Linked DNA regions of Rattus norvegicus: region 2 is linked to region 1. The links are chromatin contacts, called in public Hi-C maps. All regions are on one chromosome and are shown on one strand. Each heading gives the region's core, a stretch centred on a gene start, on an enhancer-like site or on the middle of the called end of the contact. The rest is flanking DNA. Distances are from core to core; before and after follow the strand shown. Region 1 holds the start of Klf4 (KLF transcription factor 4). Region 2 has its middle 200 kb from the start of Klf4.

Region 1 (4,976 bases), core at 1,364-3,863:
TGTGAAATCTTGGTTGTTTTTTTTTTTTCATTGTGGTGGTTACTGGTTAAATGGTCAGAGTGGGGCTACTGTTCTAGGTAAATAAAAACGAGCTGAAAGAGTCTAAGGCACTGGCTGACTTTGACTACCGAAGTTGTAAATTCCAAGCCCTGACTTGTGTGTTTACATCCTAAGGGTGGTGGCTGTCAAGCTTGGGCTCATCCAAGTTCATCAAGGGTTTGAGACCTTGGCCTTAAAGTGGCTCACTTTCCAAGTAATGCTCAATCCTAGCATTCCAAGTCGGGATTTTTTTTTTTCTTTCTTGCCACCGCAATGGGGGGTCGGAACAGGTGTTCTTTTAGTTGTTCCTTTGTTTGAATGAGTAATAATTTTAGAGTTAAACTGTCCTAGTTCCAAGGAAATGGGGTTGAACCCCCTCGAGGTCACGAGGAGGAGCAGCTCCACTTCCAGGTGAAGTCGTGCTCTCCCCCACCCCTTATTCCGAAAGCCTGCCTAGTCCTCTGCCAAACCCAAGGTTAAAGATGAAAAAAGGCGCCCAGCTCTAGACCTGCCTTTGACAGACTGGCTAGCCCCATTTCATTGGGACGAAATGCATTCCAAGAACGCTTCTGTGGTCGGCGAGAAGTGGAAAATTCAGGATGACAAATATTCCGAAGAAAACTAATATAGGTCTCAGGATTCCGGGACTCAAACAGGTGAAACGACAGAGGACGTGGCACCGACGCCAGGAGAGGAACGAGTGCACACGTACACGCTGCCTGGGCTGGAGCATCAACCAGTCCCCCACCCTCAGCCAGGGGGTTCAATCGTGAGGGCGGCGGAGCCCAACTTTGCTCCCCAATCCAAAGTAAACATCTAGTCTTAAAAAAAGTAAACCTAGTTTAGCGAGTTATACTGAACACCACACTCACGGTTTTTGTTTTAAGTACTTTGTAGAGATGAGGGCGAAAACTTTTCCCGGCTGGAAAATTACTGACCTCATACTAAGAGGGTAGTGGGGAACAGGGAAAGGAGACTGCAATAATGACTGCCTTTTCCCCTCCCGGTGGGCAAAGGCCTGAGAACTAGGGTCCCACTGCAGCGCTCATCTTCCCAGCACAGGATCGCCTCCCAGTGAAGTCCCTTTGAGTGGGTTGGCTAGCTCAGAACCCAAGTTGGGGGGAGCGAGTAGTCCTATGACCTTTACCTCGCCGCTTCACCTCTTTATGACTCACTTCTCATCTTCAAACTGGAGAGTGCGAGTGCGTGGCTCGTAAAGAGCTTTGAGATCCCCGGTGAAAGGTATCTCTGCACCTCGGTTTCTCTCCGCGCTCCCACCACCACCACCCCCATGTAAATCTGGGACGTTTTCACTCCCTTCCTTGTTCCTTTCATTATCAAAACGATGACTACGTGCCCAATCCCGGCCGTTTTCCACCACAGCAGGCGCGGAATCCATTCTCCCAGCTTCTGAGATTCTTACCCGTCCCCATCACCCGCCTCCCCCAACCCTACAGGAGGCCCCACCGGCACCCGCGCCAGGCCAGGCCCTGCGCCGACACGGCCAGGCCTCTGCGTGCGTATGCGAGGGCGGGCTGGATGAGTCACGCGGATAATCGCGCTCCTGAGTGCGCAGACGACTGGACAAGCGCGTACGCGAGCAGGGGTAGGGGCAAGCCGCCTCTCCCCCCAGCCTCCTGTCCTCGCCAGGGTTCCCATGGCAGGACTTTCAAGCCCAGGGAACCGACCGTGGCCGCGCAGAGAACCCCGAACAGCGCGGCCACAGAAGCCACGCCGGTCTCCCAGCGCCGAAGCCGCCGTCGCCGCCACCGCCGCCGGCGTCAGCACGGCTCCAGCCCGCCAGCTGCCGGGCTGGCGTCACGGCCCGGCCCCGCCCCGCCCGTGCCCCTCCCTCGCCCCCGCCCCCACGTGCGCCGAGTTTGTTTATTTAGCTGCCATGGCAACGCGCGGGGGGGCTGCGGGAAGGCGGGGAGAAGAAAGGCAGGGGGCGGGGCCTGGCGGCGGAGCCCCGCGCGCCACAGGGAGGAGGCGGGGAGCGAACGAGCGAGAAGTTATAAGTAAGAAGCGCGCGGCGGCCGCCGGCAGTTCCCCGGCCGAAAGAGCGAGCGCGGCTCCGGGCGCGCGGGGAGCAGAGGCGGTGGCGGGCGGCGGCGGCACCCGGAGCCGCCGAGTGCCCCTCCCCGCCCCTCCAGCCCCCCACCCAGCCACCCGCCCGTGACCCGCGCCCATGGCCGCGCGCACCCGGCGCAGTCCCCAGGACTCCGCACCCCGCGCCACCGCCCAGCTCGCAGTTCCGCGCCACCGCGGCCATTCTCACCTGGCGGCGCCGCCCGCCCACCGCCCGGACCACAGCCCCCGCGCCGCCGACAGCCACAGTGGCCGCGACAACGGTGGGGGACACTGCTGAGTCCAAGAGCGTGCAGCCTGGCCATCGGACCTACTTATCTGCCTTGCTGATTGTCTATTTTTATAAGAGTTTACAACTTTTCTAAGAATTTTTGTATACAAAGGAACTTTTTAAAAGACATCTCCGGTTTATATTGAATCCAAAGAAGAAGGATCTCGGGCAATTTGGGGGTTTTGGTTTGGGGGTTTTGTTTCTAAAGTTTTTAATCTTCGTTGACTTCGGGGTTTGGGTACCCCTCTCTCTTCTTCGGACTCCGGAGGACCTTCTGGGCCCCCACATTAATGAGGTAGGTGAGATGCTGGGCTTGGGGAACAGAAATGGGTGAGGACTGGTGGGAAACTTCGGAGCAGTGGCCAGGGTGTCCCCTGACTCCTGGTCTCTGTGCGCCCCGCCCGGCCCGCAGGCAGCCACCTGGCGAGTCTGACATGGCTGTCAGCGACGCTCTGCTCCCGTCCTTCTCCACGTTCGCGTCCGGCCCGGCGGGAAGGGAGAAGACACTGCGTCCAGCAGGTGCCCCGACTAACGTGAGTGTCGCGCTAGCGCCCTTTAGATTTCTGCAGATGGGGTGGGGTGGATGGGCGGAATCTGGGGTTCACCAAGAGCCCCTCGATAGGACAAGGATTGCCCTCCATTGGGACTCTCCAGCCTTCCCAAGGTGGCTCCTCGGCCCTTGAGTCGGCCTTAAGTGCGTGTGGTCCCAGCACTGCGGTACCGCCAGGGGCGCACAGCGGTTTCTCACAGGTCTGCGGGCGTCCGGACTGTGGGGTGGGCGCACTCAGGCCACTGTATTGTAGGTAGCCAAGTCTCGAGACCCTTTGGACCGGAGTGATCTTAGCGCGTAGGCGACGGGGTGGCTATGGTGCATGGGGAGAAAGCCACAGTGTCCCAGTGTCCCAATTCCGTGGGCGGCTGGAGCGTCCCGCGGAGCTGGCGGGGAAGAGAACTGGGCTGGCGGTGCAACAGCACTAGCTTGCAGTAGAACGGACGCGCCACCTCTTACCTTGGTGTTAGCTGAGATTGCAGTGCTGGCCCCTGGAGTCCCCGAGGCTGCCTTCCTGTCCAGTCCAGTTCCTATGGCAGAGCTGTTGGTGTGCTTCACCCAGCAAGTCAATATTGGGGGTGGTAAAAGGGGGCTACAACTTAACAGTTTCTCTCTCCCTCCCTGTTCTTGCAGCGTTGGCGAGAGGAACTCTCTCACATGAAGCGACTTCCCCCACTTCCCGGCCGCCCCTACGACCTGGCGGCGACGGTGGCCACAGACCTGGAAAGTGGTGGAGCTGGTGCAGCTTGCAGCAGTAACAACCCGGCCCTACCCCGGAGGGAGACCGAGGAGTTCAACGATCTCCTGGACCTAGACTTTATCCTTTCCAACTCGCTATCCCACCAGGAATCGGTGGCCGCCACCGTGACCACCTCGGCGTCAGCTTCATCCTCGTCTTCCCCAGCTAGCAGCGGCCCTGCCAGCGCGCCCTCCACCTGCAGCTTCAGCTATCCGATCCGGGCCGGGGGTGACCCGGGCGTGGCTGCGGGCAACACAGGTGGAGGGCTCCTCTACAGCCGAGAATCTGCGCCACCTCCCACGGCCCCCTTCAACCTGGCGGACATCAATGACGTGAGCCCCTCGGGCGGCTTCGTGGCTGAGCTCCTGCGGCCGGAGTTGGACCCAGTATACATTCCGCCACAGCAGCCTCAGCCGCCAGGTGGCGGGCTGATGGGCAAGTTTGTGCTGAAGGCGTCTCTGAGCACCCCTGGCAGCGAGTACACCAGCCCTTCGGTCATCAGTGTTAGCAAAGGAAGCCCAGACGGCAGCCACCCTGTGGTAGTGGCGCCCTACAGCGGTGGCCCGCCGCGTATGTGCCCCAAGATTAAGCAAGAGGCCGTCCCGTCCTGCACGGTCAGCCGGTCCCTAGAGGCCCACTTGAGCGCTGGACCCCAGCTCAGCAACGGCCACAGGCCCAACACACACGACTTCCCCCTGGGGCGGCAGCTCCCCACCAGGACTACCCCTACACTGAGTCCCGAGGAACTGCTGAACAGCAGGGACTGTCACCCTGGCCTGCCTCTTCCCCCAGGATTCCATCCCCATCCGGGGCCCAGCTACCCTCCTTTCCTGCCAGACCAGATGCAGTCGCAAGTCCCCTCTCTCCATTATCAAGGTCAGTAGAGGAAGGGATTGGTAGCGCTGAGGCTGGGGGGAGCTTTGCTTCTGGGGGTTCTCGAGGCTGTGGAGAAGGAAGTTGACCTCACTTTCTTTACCCCTTAGAGCTCATGCCACCGGGATCCTGCCTGCCAGAGGAGCCCAAGCCAAAGAGGGGAAGAAGGTCTTGGCCCCGGAAAAGAACAGCCACCCACACTTGTGACTATGCAGGCTGTGGCAAAACCTATACGAAGAGTTCTCATCTCAAGGCACACCTGCGAACTCACACAGGTAAGGGGAGCAGCGCTGTGGAGGAGGGCTGTTGGTGCCTGTCTGCTCTGTAGGCTGCCTGTAGACTCCTTAGGGCTTTCTCGGGTGCTGTGCTGGGGTGTATCTCTTTTCCATCTCCTGGATCACAGAGGAGGGCAGCAA
Region 2 (4,943 bases), core at 1,742-4,241, 200 kb before region 1:
GAACTGGAAGAAGCAACTCAAGGGAGAACTGACTTATCTTTGCATACAACTTCAGGGGATACAGTCCCTCGTGACAGGAAAAGCAGGGCTGACTGCCCAAGTGGTTCAGTTCTTGGTGGCATAAGCTCTCAGAATGTCCTATTCCTATCTCAGATAGATAAGGAAGTAGAGAGCTTGAGTCAGAACCTGAAGTGGATATTAGCTTTCAGTCTCCCCATCTCTAGTAAAGTGCTTCCAACAGCTAGGCCCCAACTCTTAGGGGTTCCACAACCTCCCAATGTTGGTAGCACCAGCTAGAGACCAAGTTTTCAAGCACATGAGCTGGCAGGAGACACTTGAGCTTTGAACTATAATAGTATTCAGCAGAAATGCACACACTAATGTTCACAGCCATGCATTCACAGCAGCCTAACTACCTGTCAATCATAAATGGATAAATAGAACCACACCTTATTACATGCTGAAAACAATGATGATGTACCGCTATGGGAGACATCAGAGAAGACTGTCCTGGACATAACAGTGATCCAGAGAAGCCAACTGCATGCTTACTGCAGGAAGGGGCACAATGGCTAGCAAGGATCACTGAGGTACTCCATGATGAGTTGAAATGTTTGGTTATAGTACTGTCTAATAAGTTATTCCAAATTTAGGAGCTTAACATAACAACCATTTCATTGCTTGTCATGATTCTATGAGTCAGGAGGTCAGGGTTAGGCTAAGCATTTCTTGTGTTTCATGTGGTTTTGAACGAGGCCTCTGAACAGTTCAAGAGAGCTCGCCTTACAAAGTCGGCACTTCAGCATCATCTGCAGAAGGCTCGCCTCCACCAACACTGTGGACAGTGTGGCTGTGTATGCCCTTTACTGAGTCAGTCTCTGGGCCAATAGACTCCAGGTGTTTCTGGAAACAGTTGCTAAGAAACCCAGCAAGTATCATCTAATCATCTTATGCCCTAGCTTAAGGGTCACTGCATTATGCATTATGTTGAGTCAGAGAAGTCAGGATGGCCAATCCAGAATCAAGAAAAGAAGAGGAAGAGATTCTACTGCTTTGAGGAAGGGATATATATACATAGAGACTAAGAACTGTTGGTGGTCATCTTGGAAACAAGCTTTCTGTGTCTCTGTTTGGGCAGGGACTCTAGGGATCTCTTCAGTTTGTGACAGTCCAGCATCTACACACTTGTGATGTGTACCTTTCTCTGTGCATTAAATTGCAACAAAAGAGTTTACATTTGAACTCGATTATTAAACAGAATGACTCCAGTTGCTCTGAACAGGCTGGCCTCTGTGTGGCCCCCCTGTATCTTAGTGGACATCCTTGCCTACCCAGAGTCTCCTGGCCCCAATTCCAGTTCTGTGTTCTTGAGTTAGAGATGTGAACTTTTGGGCCTCTTTTCCTGTGAAGTCCTCATTCCAGCAAGGAAGGAAAGCAACACCTGCCTCATTACTGTGAGGAAGGATGAGACAACTTTAAGGAAACTTCCAACTTATCCTGGATACTCTATGAATGAACTTCGTTTCCATTCAAACTTTGGAACCTCCACAGACTCCTGACTCCTCTGCTGACAGGAATTTGGAGTTTAGACTTCTTAGAAGTCCTGACAGGATTCCAATGAGCCCACACCCTCCCTCCTTCCTGGGGTCCTTTCCTATTAACAGAATTCTATAAGTCTGTTCTCTCGCACCTGCCACCCTACATGGAGGGCCTGGATCCCATGTGCTGAAAACATTCTGTGGCTTCTAGAACAAGGCCAAAGTCCCCAAGCGAAGTGACAAGTGAATCACCTCAGCTAACGCTTAGTCACTGTTAGGTACTTTCCACACAGACACATTGAGATGGTTACCAGAGAAAAGTCTGCCCGCCGACCTCACAGCTGCCCAGAGAAAATGTTGTTGTAACCTTTCCTTTGCAGGGGAAAAAGCAGCATCACTTTCCCTTCCCTTCCCTTCTGGAGTGAGATGCCCTGGCAAGTGAGCTGAAGTGCTTGTTTTTGTTTACCCTGGAGGAAGTCTCCAGATAGTTCTGAATCCAGGGCTTTGAATATGAGGCCGGCCCTTCAAGTCCTAAGCACTTAATGTCTAAGTGTATAAACAACTCTTCAGAGGACACTGTCACAGGCCATCCAGATTGTGGGCCCTCCCAGCTAGCTCTCTGGTCATGAAGAGGATCCTTCAGGCTTTCAGATCCCAGAGAGACAGTGATGTGGGGTCCAAAGACCTCACGTTGATGTGGAGCGAGCTCCTTTCTCATACTTGTTATCCCAACAATCAAAGGGTGAGGCAGGAAGACTACCATAAGTTCAAGACCAGCCTGGGCTACTGGGTGAGTGCTGGGCTTGCCTGGCCGACGATATGACATAGTTGTTTGTATGTTTGTTTGTTTAATAAACAAAAATGTCCTCCATTTCATCTGAGACATAGATTGCAACTTCCTGACCCCCTGCTCCTGCTTCTTAGTAATGAGTATTAAGAGTACTCACCCAAAGACGGAGGGAAAGGTACGTGAAGAAATGATCACAGCCCAGAACTCTCGCCCTCTGCCCTGGTTCTTCAATCATTTCTGTGCAGCCCTTCTCTATTTAAATTCCCTCTTTTACTTCACATGTACTATCTCATCCTCTCCTCTCCTCTCCTCTCCTCTCCTCTCCTCTCCTCTCCTCTCCTCTCCTCTCCTCTCCTCTCTGTTATCTATATTTTTTCTGCCTTGTTTTTAAGCCTCAGTCCTACCCCTAATTCATTCATAGCCATTGCTCTGGCTGGTATAGCCTTGGTGTGTGGCTTTTGAAAGCTAGCCAGACTCTGGTTAAAAAACATTGCAATTCTTGGCCAGTGTTTCTCTTCTTCCAAATGAGGGTGATGTTTCAGGCATGGGAAGTCCAGCCATCCATTTAAGCCCCAGAGAAGAAAAATAGCAAAACCTTTGTGTGTGGCCTTAGGTGGATGGTGAAGTGGGCCTCTGCATACTCACAGAAATAAGTCTGGTGTTTCAGAGAATTGTGAAATGTGTGCAGGCAATGTGTCATCCCAAAAACAGTGAGTCAGTCTCCAGGCCCAGTCCCAAAGCTGGCCGCCTTTGCTTTCTAAATAGAAAGTGTATTACTGGCTGCCCTGGCATTAGCAAAGGAGCCGTCAGTGGCTGGACAGAGACGTAGAGGAGACGTGCAAGTCCGTATATCACAGATTCCCAGGAAAATCAGGCTGTTCCCCTTTTCCTATTCACTTGAATCTGATGTGTGTGTGTGTGTGTGTGTGTGTGTGTGTGTGTGTGTGTGTGTGTGTGTGTGTCAAGTTTGCCCTTCATCATTTATTTCAGCTCCAGCTTCCAGAGTGACCTCCAAAATAGAGTCACAAAACTGCAACACGGTGGCCTAGATAACCTGAATATGATTATCAGTCTCTATCAAACAGAGTTCAAAATCTCATCCTACCTTCAACTAACACTGTACAGAGAAGGAGGGAGGGAAAGAGGGAGGAAGGGAGGGAGGGAAGGAAGGGATGGAGGGAGGGACAGAGGGAGGGAGATGAGATAGGGACTGACAGAGACAGACAGACAGAGACAGAACATTCATGCATATGTATGTGAGTAAATTTCCAAGCTCTCTAGAATCATAGCATCACATCAACTAAGAGGACCTGTCTGTCATGTACACAAGTGCTGTGTGTATGTGTGTATTCATGTATGTGTGTGTGTGAGGGTGCATAAATATGTATATCACTGGGTTTAAAAAAAATCTCTTTAGTTTCAGTGTCAATTCAACTAAATAGAAAAATCCTGCCTGCTCTTTCATGAAGTTTAAAGGGGGTAGCAACACTCAAAGTGACTTGTCAAAGCAGGGGATCATGGCACTCAAGTGTCCTTCTCTAAGGAAAAGATACTACAGTTTGGAATAAATGTCCCCAGACACCTATGTATTCGACACTTGGTCCTCATCCTGTGCTGCACCTGGGAGGTCGTGAGATGAAGATATAGAATCTAGTGAGGTGAAAAGAGGTCATTTAAAAAGCGTGCTCTTCCTGGGTTCGGTCCCCAGCTCCAAAAAAAAAAAGAGAAAAAAGAGTGCTCTTAAGAGGGATTTGAGGATCTCTCCTCTCTCTCTCTCTCTCTCTCTCTCTCTCTCTCTCTCTCTCTCTCTCTCTCGTGTGTGTGTGTGTGTGTGTGTGTGTGTGTGTGTGTGTCCCCTCCCTCTCCTTCCCAGACACTAGGAGTGATCAGCTTTTCTATTTATGACCACAATGATTGACTGCCACTCCAACACTATCAAATTCTGGACCAACAAGAGCATGGATTGAAACCAGGAACCAAAACAAACTTTTCCCCTTTATAAGTTGAATACTCTGGGTATTTTTGTCAGACAGAAAACTGACTACCAAAAAGTAGTCACAGCCTTAACCCCTCTTCATTCTCCAGCCTTCAGGGTGTCCTTTGGGTTGTCCTTCCAGAGAGTGTGAGCAACGTCAGTGTCAGGAACTGCAGTACTACTACAACAACTTTGCCCCATTTGCTAGGGAAACGGAATATTAGGAGAAGACACACAGGACCCAGAGTCTTCTGTGCCAGCATCGTGGGCAGGCAGGGCTCCCTTTCATCCCTGGCAAAGCAGATGCCAGAGTCATGTGGCTTCCACAACGCCAGAGGAAGTGATGCAACCACCATCTAGCTTTGGGTCAGCCTGGAGAAAAGTATTCTGTTACAGTGTGGGTGGCGCTGGCTTTCAGCTCAGCCTTGCACCCTCTCGTAGGCCCACAGCAAAAGGGCAAGTAGAGCCTGCCTTGGAGCAACAATGGCCATTCACCTTGCCCTCTGTACCACTATTCCAGCCCTACAGAGGGCTCAGCCAGATCAGTCATTTCTGACCATGGCTCATCCTTTCCCTGCCCCTTGTTCCAGCTCATAAGCTGTCCTCATGACAAACACCTGTTTCTTTTGGCAGGGACCCC

What was found. Hi-C and Micro-C count contacts between places; a contact is called where the count stands out from the background.
Region 2: a contact with region 1 is called in a Hi-C map of the A7r5 cell line, with 5 times the contacts expected there. The contact joins the enhancer-like site here to the promoter of Klf4 in region 1. A contact is called at or near these places in 3 of 12 Hi-C or Micro-C datasets (the A7r5 cell line, liver and mammary epithelial cells).

The regions. Positions count from the first base shown.
Region 1 is chr5:75,076,229-75,081,204 of GRCr8, reverse strand. Klf4 (KLF transcription factor 4) reads left to right here and starts at 2,613. Exons shown (of 5, transcript NM_053713.1): 1 at 2,613-2,693; 2 at 2,811-2,931; 3 at 3,582-4,563; 4 at 4,671-4,835. The coding sequence starts at 2,689. All of the region lies in intron 1 of LOC120103069 (40S ribosomal protein S18-like), which reads left to right.
Region 2 is chr5:75,277,084-75,282,026 of GRCr8, reverse strand. No RefSeq gene overlaps it. Among named protein-coding and RNA genes, the nearest start is that of Klf4, 200 kb to the right of the region's middle. Within about 2 kb of position 2,991, at least 17 of the 93 cell types and tissues checked have an H3K27ac peak or open chromatin away from gene starts, as enhancers often do. A contact at or near this core is called in the A7r5 cell line, where this site is marked.